Linked DNA regions of Canis lupus: region 1 is linked to region 2. A link is a contact called in public Hi-C data. All regions are on one chromosome and are shown on one strand. Each heading gives the region's core, a stretch centred on a gene start, on an enhancer-like site or on the middle of the called end of the contact. The rest is flanking DNA. Distances are from core to core; before and after follow the strand shown.

Region 1 (5,689 bases), core at 1,552-4,051, 250 kb before region 2:
GAGACACAGAGGCAGATGCATAGGCAGAGGGAGAAGCAGGCTCCTTGCATGGAGTCTGATGTAGGACTCGATCCCAGGACTCCGGAATCATGCACTGAGCCAAAGGCAGAAGCTCAACCACTGAGCCACCCAGGTGCCCAGATTCTCACCCTCTTTAAAGGAACATCACTCTGGAAGATAAATATGCCCTTTCCTACTGAAAATGGGTTGTATCTCATAACATAACTATGAAATTGTTAAGAAAAATAAAATAAAACAAAATTCTATCTGAAGGAAAACATGGACAGAACAAAAGAACAAGAGGGATAAAAACAAGAATGTGTTGTCTATTCTGCCCCATATCTAAAACATAGTGTCTGGTACATAGTAGGTGCTCCACAAATGGTGGTGAGGTGCTCACAGGCACATATTCTGCAGTTGGGCAATCCAAACTGAAGTCCTGACCACACCATTGGCTTACTCTTCCCCCAAGGGCAAATTACATCATGAGTCTCAGTTTCTTCATCTATAAAATGGGAAACGTAGTAGTGCCTACTTCACAGGATTATTGTGAAGTTTCAAATCAATAGTTGATCGGAAATTCTTAGCACCTAAGCCATTGTCAACAATAATACTTGTGATTATTATACACATGACTTCTACCTATCCAAACACTGTGCTGTCCCTCACGGAGACCCCCCCCCCCACCATGAAGAGCCCACCAAGAAAACGGACCTGTTGATAATTGCAGTTTCTGAAACACAGTGCCGAGTGGAATGAGTAAAACGGCAGGAGAACTCAGAGGGAAAGTCCTTAGGAAAACCTTTAACCCCATCAGGTGATGCCTGACGTCAGAATTCTAGGACTTTGCCCAGGCATGCTCTGGGGCACAGTGGGGTGAGGGGGAGGGAGCTCTTGCAAGGACTGGGGCAAGAATGATCTGGAAATGACTCAGAGACACTTTAAAGTGAGAGAATGGGAAATGTCCTTGTCAGCACTTCTCTGACCGATTCACCTTCACCAGAGAACACCAGCCGGCCGTGTATAAGCTGGGGACCAGGCCATATCAGTCACACACACACACACACACACACACACACCAAACACATACACTGCCCCTTGCCCTTCCAGGCAGTGCCCACGGGTGATACGTCCCCCTCCTCTTCCTCTGCCTTCGATGGTCACTGGGGCCAGAGCCTACCAGTACCAAGAGGCCAAATATGAGGCCGGCACTCACACAGGTTGGGGGTTGGCATAGACCTCACTTTCACAAAGTGTCTCTCATCTTTCCACTGGTGATATTATCCCCAGATGTCATCGCACAGATAAATGGCCAGGATAAGAAGGCATTTCACATACCGCCTTGCAAAACCTGTGTCCATCACCAGGCCACTCGGCCTTCAGTACCCTACACATTCATTTTTTTGCATTGTAAATCCTGTACTGATCCTGTGAGGAGCTCAATTCCATCGCACCGCATTTTTGTGGATGCTAAAAGTGTTAATTTGTTACATTAAATCTGAATTCAGTGAGGGCAGAGATATTGGGGGTGTTTTGCCCTTTGTCATATCCCTTGTTTTTAGGAAAGTGTCTGGGGCATAGTAGGTGCTCAGTTAACATTTGCAGAGGGAAGAAAGAAGTGAAATGTAAACCCTTTAAATAGTCCACCATCTTTGTAACCCTGTTTTGGCATGTCTTCATAAAAAAATAATAAATACCAAGGACACCTGGGTGGCTCAGCATCTGCCTTCAGCTCAGGACATGATCCCAGGGTCCTGGGATAGAGGTCCACATCCGGCTCCCTGTGGGGAGTCTGCTTCTCCCTCTAACTATGTGTCTGCCTCTCTCTCTGTGTCTCTCATGAATAAATAGAGAAAATCTTTAAAATTAATAATAATAATAATAATAATAATAAATACCAGAAGCCTCAGGAAAGGGAGGTGGCTTAGGGTCCCCATTGCTCTCAAAAAGCCTGATAGTGGGACTCCTCTGGACATTGCTTAATTATCAGCTAACAGGTCCCCAGCCTAGGGCAGATCTACTCTCCCTTCCCAGCTCCCCAGTGACTAAGGGGTGGCTACGGGCATTGAGTGTCAGGGAGTCAGGAGAGGTACCAAGAAAGCCCCAACCCCCCCCCCCAAAAAAAGTCATTGCAGCCGGCAGAGAAAGATGACCCGGTTTGCCAAGTCCCAAGGGACCTGTGTCTCCCAACTCTGCACAGGCTCTGCCGCAGACTGGGAGTCTAATCACCGTCAGCCCGAGAGCCTGGAGGGCACCAGGCAGGAGGGCAAGGGGGTGGGGGCTGGGGCAGGGAGAAGAGGAAAGGGTTGGTGGGAGGGGAAGGGCCGGTCCCCGGCGTGTCCGGGGCTCCCACATTATTTCAAAAGGAGGCTGTGCCAACCTGGGCTGTACTGGAAGCGGGGGCCGCAAAGGAGGATCCCGAGCGCAGCCGGGGACATCCCAGGACGGCTCCCCCGCGCGGAGCCCGGGCCTGGCGGGCCCTCGCGGCCCCGAGAGGAAGTTCAGCGGGTCGGGGTCCCCGCGCCCCCGGGGGAGGGAAGGGGCGGGGCGGCGGGGCCGGGCCGGGGCGCGCGACGCGGGGGCAGCCGCCCACATGGGCAGGTGGGCCGCGCTCCCGCCCCGCCCCGCCCCCGCCCGCGCTCCCGCCCCGCCCCGCCCCCGCCCGCGCTCCCGCCCCGCCCCGCCCCCGCCCGCGGCCCCGCCCACCGCCCGCGCTCCCGCCCCGCCCCCGCCCGCGGCCCCGCACCGCCTCCGCGCGCCGCTGGGTGGCGCCTGCGCTCCAGCGGCGCCTCTCGGGCGCGGAGGGGGGGGGCCCGCAGCGGGGCCGGCGGCGGGCGGGCCTGAGCCCCAGGATTCCGGGGACTGGAGCGCAGCGCCGGCGGCCAAGGTAGGACCCCCGAGCCTCGGGCGTTTCCCCCGGGCCCCCGCGGCCGGGGCGGGCAGCGCGGCGGGGAGGACCCGACACGTCGGAGCGGCCGCACGTGCCTTGCCTGAAGGGACCCGGCGGGAGCGCAGCTCGCCGGCCCGCGGGTCGCCCCAGCCCGAGCCTCTGCAAAGCCCGCCCGAGGCCCCGCTCGGCGAGTCCTCAAAGGAGAGAGTTCCCGGTGCCCGGAGCCACGGTAGCTTTGCAGCTGAGCGCGGATCCGATCCAGAGCACCGTCCTCAAACTTGGCTGCACGTTGGGATCTCTTGGGGAGCATGAAAGAACGCTGGTGCCCCCCGTCCCACCGCCACCCTCCCCACCCCGGGGACGAGTGTAAGCGGTCTGGGTTGCAGCCTGAGCATCTGGTCCTTTACAAGCTTCCCAGGAGATTGCAACTAGCAGCTAAGTTTGAGGTCCCTTGATGTAAGGTTGGAGAAAACCCCGAGGACGTGTGTCACAGCGCCGCCGAATGCGGATTCTTCTCCCCCCCCCACCTCCCCCCCCCTCCTCCTCCTCCTCCTCCTCCTCCCTCCTGCTTTTGAAGCAGGAAGTATCTCCGCCTTTAAGCTGTCAAACCCAAGATAACAAACCAACACCTCCCCTCCAATAGGGCTGGTTCTGAAAGGGTTAAACTCAGCAGCGGGCAGGGGATGGAAAGAGGCTGATGTGGAATGTGAGAGAAGACTCTTGAGCTGCCCTCCTCACTTTGCTAAATGCAGCTGAGGAGGCAGAGTAAGCTCCCCTATAACTAGTAAAAATGATCCCGTGTATTCTCATGAAACAGCAGAGTGGTTACCAGCATGGGCTTGGAGTCCCCAGAGCCCCCTCAAGAGCTCACGATATCACTTCTGGTCTCAGTTTCCCCATCTGCAAAATGGGCACGATGGTATAAACCTCCTAGAGTTATTGTGGGAATTATTAACAATTAAGGTCATGTTTCCTGCAGGTACACCTGCACCAGGTGCTGTGCTCAATGCTTTCTGTGCATTGTCACATTTGACTCCTCATTATGGCCCACAGGATAGTACCATAATGACCCCATCTGATGTTTGAAAAACTAGGCCTCAGAAAGGCCAAGGGGCTTGCTCAGGGCTATATGATTAAGAAGAGGCCGATCCCAGGCAATCTGACTCTAGGACCCATGTGCAAAAGCAATCTGCTGTTTCCCTCATGTTGAGAATGGAGAGAAAACACTTAGCACAAGGCAGGTCATGGCGCATTTTCCATAAACAATGGCTGTCATTACTGCCAACAAGGCACTTTCACTGAATTGACTCATTTGTTCATTCATGGCATATTCATTATTAAGAGCCTACTGTGTGCCACACAGTTTCCCAGATGTAGACATAAAATGGTGAGTAAGACAGAGGTTAGCCAGCTCTTGGTGAATTCACACTCTGGTGAATGAGAGAAATGAGAACAAATACAGCGGATCCTCATTTTTGGCGGATTCTGCAGTCCTGACTTCTACTCTGTACAATTTATTTGTGACCCTAAAATCAATATAGACAGCGCTTTCGTGGTCATGCATGGACATGGGCAGAGTGCCCAAAAATTGGAGCTGACAAACATGCACATTCCCAGCTGAGGTCAACACAAGGCAACACTCTGCTTTCTGGTGTTAGCTCTCATATTGTAAATGGGTGTCCTTTTTGTGATCTATTTCGTGCGATGTTTTCTGCATTTTTGTGCTTTTTTTTTTTTTTTTGATGATTTTCAACTTCTCTGTTGAAAATCGCCCCTGAAGCATCGTGCTCAAGTGCTGACTAGTGCTCCCAAGCATAAGAAGGTTGTGATGTGCCTTACAGAGAAAATATGTATAAGATAAGCTTTGTTCAGGCATGAATTGTAATGGTTTTGGCTGTGAGTTCAATAGGAATGAATCAACAATATATATTAAATTAGGTGTCTTTAAACAGAAACACACATAAAACAAGGTTAGGTATTGATCTGTTGATGAAAATGTGACGAGTCTCCCAGAAACCTAACTTTAGGTTTTTTTCCCTAGGTGCAATGGTTTGGTATTTGCTAATTCCATATTCACAGCAACTTCTTGGAATATAGCTGCTGCAAAAAATGAGAATCAACTGTAATTAGACATTACCACATGTACAATGAAAGAATCAAGGTGGAGAGGCATACAGAAGGGGCCTGCCTTAGATTGGGTGTCAGAAAGGTTAGAAGCAGAACAGGCACCCAGTGTGATAAGGAAAGAGTGTTTCAAGCAGAGAAAGTAATATATGCAAAGGCCAGGAGGTCGCCAAGAGTTTGGCAAGATCAGGAAACTCAAGGAGAGCCAGTGTGCAGGGAATGTGGTGGGCAAAGAGAGCAGAAGTGCAATAATAACAATAATAACAGAGTCTGGGGCCAGGTGGTAGTGTGTTTTGTGGGCAGCTCTCATTTCATCCGATTAGCACAGTAATCCTGGCAGGCTTGGAGAGGATGGTTTCCACCTCCTGCGGAAGATGAAATTGATGCCTTATGTAGTTAAACATACTGTGCAAAAGTACGCCACTGGTAAGCAGTACCGACCTCTAGTACCTCCCTCTTAATCTGATGCTGAACAGACGTTTGAGTATTGATCAGAAATCTTAGGTCACTAATCCTGAGCTAGAGATTTGGTTTGGTCTAGGGAGGAATCAGTAACTACATGGCTACAGAAGCCATCAAGCATGGATGAAACAACTTGGGACAGTGTGCAGAATGTGGAGAAGAAAAGTCCTCATGCGTATTAAAAATAAAAATATTCCTGGTATAAAACCATTA
Region 2 (5,105 bases), core at 1,063-3,562:
TTGAGTGTTTGTCTTTGGCTTAGGTTGTGATCCTGGGGTTCTGGGATGGAGTCCCACATCAGACTCCCCACAGGGAGCCTGCTTCTCCCTCTGCCTATGTCTCTGCCTCTCTCTCTCTGTATCTCTCATGAATAAATAAAATCTTTAAAAAAAATAGTTGATCGTAACATGTCTTATACTCCATAGGTGCTTATTTTTTCCTATTTCTTTTTTCCTTTTTTTAATGTATGCTCCATGCACAGCGTGGAGCCCAATGCAGGCTCAAACTCATGACCCTGAAATCAACACCTGCCCAAAGTCAAGAGTCGGATGTGGAAGCAACTAAGCCACCTAGCCACCCCAGTGTTTATTTATTGCTGCATAACAAGTCATCCTAAAACTTTGTAACTTGAAAGAATAATAATAAAAAAAAGAAAGAATAATAATAATTTCTTTTGCCCACAAATCTGCACCTGAGCAGGGATCAGTGGCAAGATTCATCTCTGCTCCATAAAGTATTAGCTGGGAACAGCTTGATTGAAAGCTGGAGGTTCTGCTTCCAAACTGGCTCATTCAACATGGCTGGGGCTGAGGTTGTATGCACCCCATGAAAACTATGCAACTCTCCTCCAGACTTCTGTACTCAAGAGATGACCAAACTATAGCATAGCTTCTAGCAGCACAGGGGCGTGCCCTAGGATGACTGCAGCCCTGCATTAAAATGCCTAAGAAAACTCATGGCTGCCAGAATTCACCCTTGGTTCTAACCAACACCTGGCGATTTACCGAAAACGGCTTCCAATGGTGACTCCTTCCTCTGTGCCTTTGAGATGTGTATGTATCTCCTGCAATTTGAAGTGTCGTTCTCAATGATCTGAAAGCCATATAGGGTCTCAGTCTCCTAGTCTTTGTAGGAAGGAAGATAGAATCCTAAATTCAATAACTTGCCTGCTGGCCTGATCACATTGACACTCACTAACCCTTTGGAATTTTTTGGTTGAGCTCCACTTTCTCCCATCCCTAGTCCTTCATTCTCCCTTTAAATCATCCACTCACCTGTGCACAGATTTTTTTGGTAAGATTTTATTTATTTATTCATGCCACCCAGGTTTCCTCTTTTTTTTTTTTTTTAAAGACCCCTGCACAGATTGGAATGGAGCTCAGCTCTTTACTTCATTGTCAGTAGTGTCTGAATAAAATCTATTTTCACCTCTTTAATGCCCAGCTTTGTCGATCGTTGATAGCATGCTTCTCCAAGTAACCTGGGCTTCCTCACAGCAGGTGGATGCGTTCAAAGGGTCATGGAAGAGGGGCGCCTGGGTGGCTCAGTGGTTCAGCATCTGCATTTGGCTCAGGTCGTGATTCTGGGATCCAGTTCTGCCTCCGGCTCTGGCGGAAAGCCTGCTCTTCTGCCTGTTTCTGCCTCTCTCTGTGTGTCTTATAAATAAACAAAATCTTTAAAAAATTCAAAAAAAAAAAAAAAAAAGGAGGGTCAAGGAAGAGAGAAAGAAGTGACCCCATGGCCATTGGCAATGCATTAGTGGTTCCTCAAACAGAAAAATGTCCTATACTACATCCACTTGTAAATCAAAGAGGATTGTTAATAAAGTGATTCAAAGTGATTGAAGTCTACTCTAAGCATGAAAGAGAAAGCAAAATAAAAATAAAAGAACAAAGGTAAGCCACTGAGGATAGTACAAATATATCACTTAGAGCGAATGTAAATTGGCCCTTTGGGAAATAAGAGAATTGCCGCTGTAAAATAAATAAATAAATAAATAAATAAATAAATAATCCAATGATTATTTGAAAGGCTCACATAAAGTTAAAATATAGGAAAGAACTAGAAATTAGGAGCGATGCTGAAGTTCGAACTTAGGTAAACAGGCCCTTGCTTGCTATTACTCTTACTTTACAGTTAAAGACAGGCAGATAATGAGTATTAATTTCGGAGACACCTTGGGCAGTAAGCCGTCACAAGTCATTGTTTCTTGGATGTTTTCTCTTCAGCACAGCCCTGCTGAATAGTCCCACCGTGAAGACTTAATTAAAACGTCGCAAAGACACTTTTATTTTAGCCCCAGGAGCGCGACGTCCGTTGATTTTTTTTTTTTTAATATGGTTTTTGGCCCCCGTGGGCCTCCGGCTCGGACTACATTGCCCATCAGGCCCCGCTCAGAACTACGGGTGCCTACCTGAGGTCTAGCTTCCTTGGTGGCGGCGCAGTCGCCGTGCGGACGGCGGACGGCGGACGGGCGGGCGCTTCGCGGTTTGAATGGCTGCGGGCTCCGGCCCTCAGCTCCCCTGAGGACCGGCCGCCCAGGGGTGCGCCATGCCGTCGGGAGGCGACCAGTCGCCGCCGCCCCCGCCTCCCCCTCCGGCGGCGGCAGCCTCGGATGAGGAGGAGGAAGACGACGGGGAGGCGGAGGACGCCGCGCAGCCGGCCCGGTCGCCGGCCCCTCAGACCCAGCAGCGGTTCGACGAGCTGTGCAGCCGCCTCAACATGGACGAGGCGGCGCGGGCCGAGGCCTGGGACAGCTACCGCAACATGAGCGAGAGCTACACGCTGGAGGTGCGCCCGGGGGCGGAGGCGAGGGGCGTCCCGGGCCTAGTGGTCGCGCCCCGCCGCGGGGATGGGCCCCTCCCTCCCGGGCCGGGCGTCCTGCGCGACCGTCGGGCAGGCCCCGGGTCTCCGCGGGTCTCCGCGGGTCTCCCCGGTCCCCGCGGCCCTCGCGCCGTCCCTGCGCTCCCTGCTCCTGGGACCTGCTTTAGGAAACCTCCGGTGGCCCGGCGGGGGAACCCCGCCTCGCAGCTTCCCCCTCCGGGGGCGGGGCCGAGCTGCGGTCACGGTTGCGGGAGTACAGCCCCCTCGCTGGCGGACGGAGCAGGTGCAGCTGCGAGGCCGGGGGCGGGGGCGGGGGCGCCGGCGCCTGGCTGTGCTCCCGCGGGGTCCGCCCGGGGCAGCGCCCCTCCTGCGCTCCGCCCCTGCCGCACCGAGCCGCCCGGGGCCTGCCTTGGCCCTGCCTTGGCCCTGCCTTGGCCCTGCCGTCGCGTCCGGACGGCAAACGCGTCGTTCACGTCTCGGGCTGTGTTTGTGTGTGTGGCGTGAGGCGGGTCTTCCGTGGGGCACACGAAACGGGCCGTCGGCCTACCTCCGTGTAGACACACGCCCCCTGGCCGTCCCCGGGCCGTCCCCGGGAAGCACGCCCCGCGACGACCCGGACGACCTCTCGGTCACCTCGCACGCCGCGCAGCGCCCCGGCGTCGCCGCCGCTCAGGCAGCCTCTGTCCCTCTCCTCGGACGGGGCTCGCACGGGAGAAGAATGGCCATTCTAGCCAGTGAGGCTCGGCTGCGTAGGCACCGCCCCTTCATGGACCAATGGGAAGTGACACGGAAGTCGGGATTGTTTACCAGCTGTGGCGCTGGTGGGTGGCGCCCGGCGGGAGGCCGGAGGACTGTCTTGCGTTGCGTTACGGTCTGTGGCAAGAGCGGGGCCAATAGGCTCCGGATGGGAAGGCCTGACGAAGGTACTAGTCAGTCCTAAGAGCAGGGTGTCTCCGCCTGTGTGTGACCCACGGAGGTTACTCGCTGTTTGTTGGTGTGCCAAGGTCCCTCCTCCCCGTAGTTGCGCTCTGCGGCGTGGGGGCGGGGAAGCGGGAAGGCTAGTCCTGTAGTGGCTTCAGGACCTGACAGACCTAGGGGGCTTTGCACAGTTAGCCACCCCGGAGCTCAATGTCGTGATACGTACATCTGAGATGATTTGCGCTGAAGGTCTCACGAGGTTCCGTGTGGTTTGTGGCGCACAAGGCAGTCATGGACCGTGCTTGCGCCTCAGTTTACAGAGCGCCCTCGTGTCCTCAGGGCGGGCATGTGGCCGCATGGGCCATCTTCCTCTTTATTCCTCGGTGGTTGTCTGGTCAGTGATTCCAGCCGTTCTTTGGTGATGGGCATAAGTGGTTGCAAATAAGCTCTTATTTTGTCTTCTCAACAGTCTTCGAAATTGGATAGAACAAGTAGTATCACCATACAGTTGAGGTATTTCAACTCATAGGGGCTGAGTTGTATGAAATCCAGTGTTACGTAAGCAAGTGACAAGCAGTAGATGGTTAGTAAAATATTTTTGAAAACATGTTTGATTACTCAATTTGTTAAAGACTTGGATCTCAGATTCTTAGCTCCGTTTACTCAGTGAATGAATGAATATTCATTTATCGATTTTTTTTTTTTTTAAATCACCTCTTTGCCCGATACTGTTGTAGATGGTGGGGACAGGGCAGTGAACAAAACTTAAAAAATTTCTGCCCTTGTGGAGCTTGTAGTGGGGTATGCTGCAAGATAACACGTAGGATGTCAGTCTCATGGAAGTGTACGATGGAAAATAAGACTCCTGTGATTTTTTTTTAAAGATTTTATTTATTTATTTGAGAGACAGAGATAGCCACAGAGAGCACAAGCTGGGAAGAGAGGGAAAAGCAGGCTCCCCGCTGAGCAGGGAGTGGGATGCAGGGCTCCATCCGAGGACCCTGAGATTGTGTGATCTGAGCTGAAGGCAGGACGATTAACCGACCAAGCCATCCAGGCACCCCTCATACAACATTTAATACAGAATATTGGTTATAGAATTTTACCTTTTGATTTCTTGTGTTTCCTGTGCTTTAAGCTTGCAACTCATTTCATTCTCACAGTCCTCAGATGAGAAAATCGAGTCTCTGTGACTGTTAATTTATCCCACACTGGGACACCCAAGGCACATGTGCTGAGAGAGTGAACCAGATAGAATCTTTATTGCCCTTTATGATCTTGCAAGTTACAGAGCATCATTTTCACCTACTCTATTAGTTAACACAATTGAAAATGAGGGAACAAAACACAGATTCCTGTCTCTCAATGTGAAAATGTCAATATATAGTATAAGGAGCACATGGGCTACAGCCATCATTGAAAATACAGTTTCCCACAAACCTAAAAATAGCACCTTTTGTTTAATCTAAAGAGTTTAATCTAAAAAGTTTTGGGTTTTTTTTTTTTAAGATTTTATTTATTTATTAGAGACAGAGAGAGAGACAGGTAGAGGGAGAAGCAGGGTCCATGCAGGGAGCATGTCGTGGGACTCGATCCCGGGTCT

Evidence for each region. Hi-C and Micro-C count contacts between places; a contact is called where the count stands out from the background.
Region 1: a Hi-C map of blood shows a contact between it and region 2, with 3 times the contacts expected there. The contact joins the promoter of CHD9 here to the promoter of RBL2 in region 2. A contact is called at or near these places in 3 of 9 Hi-C or Micro-C datasets (amygdala and blood).

Annotation. Positions count from the first base shown.
Region 1 is chr2:61,828,022-61,833,710 of UU_Cfam_GSD_1.0, reverse strand. CHD9 (chromodomain-helicase-DNA-binding protein 9) reads left to right here and starts at 2,801. Exons shown (of 39, transcript XM_038531048.1): 1 at 2,801-2,887. LOC119870327 (a long non-coding RNA gene) reads right to left here and starts at 1,458. Exons shown (of 3, transcript XR_005355785.1): 1 at 715-1,458.
Region 2 is chr2:61,580,912-61,586,016 of UU_Cfam_GSD_1.0, reverse strand. It overlaps RBL2 (retinoblastoma-like protein 2), which reads left to right and starts at 2,312. Exons shown (of 22, transcript XM_038531039.1): 1 at 2,312-2,551. The coding sequence starts at 2,312. It also overlaps the pseudogene LOC102156246.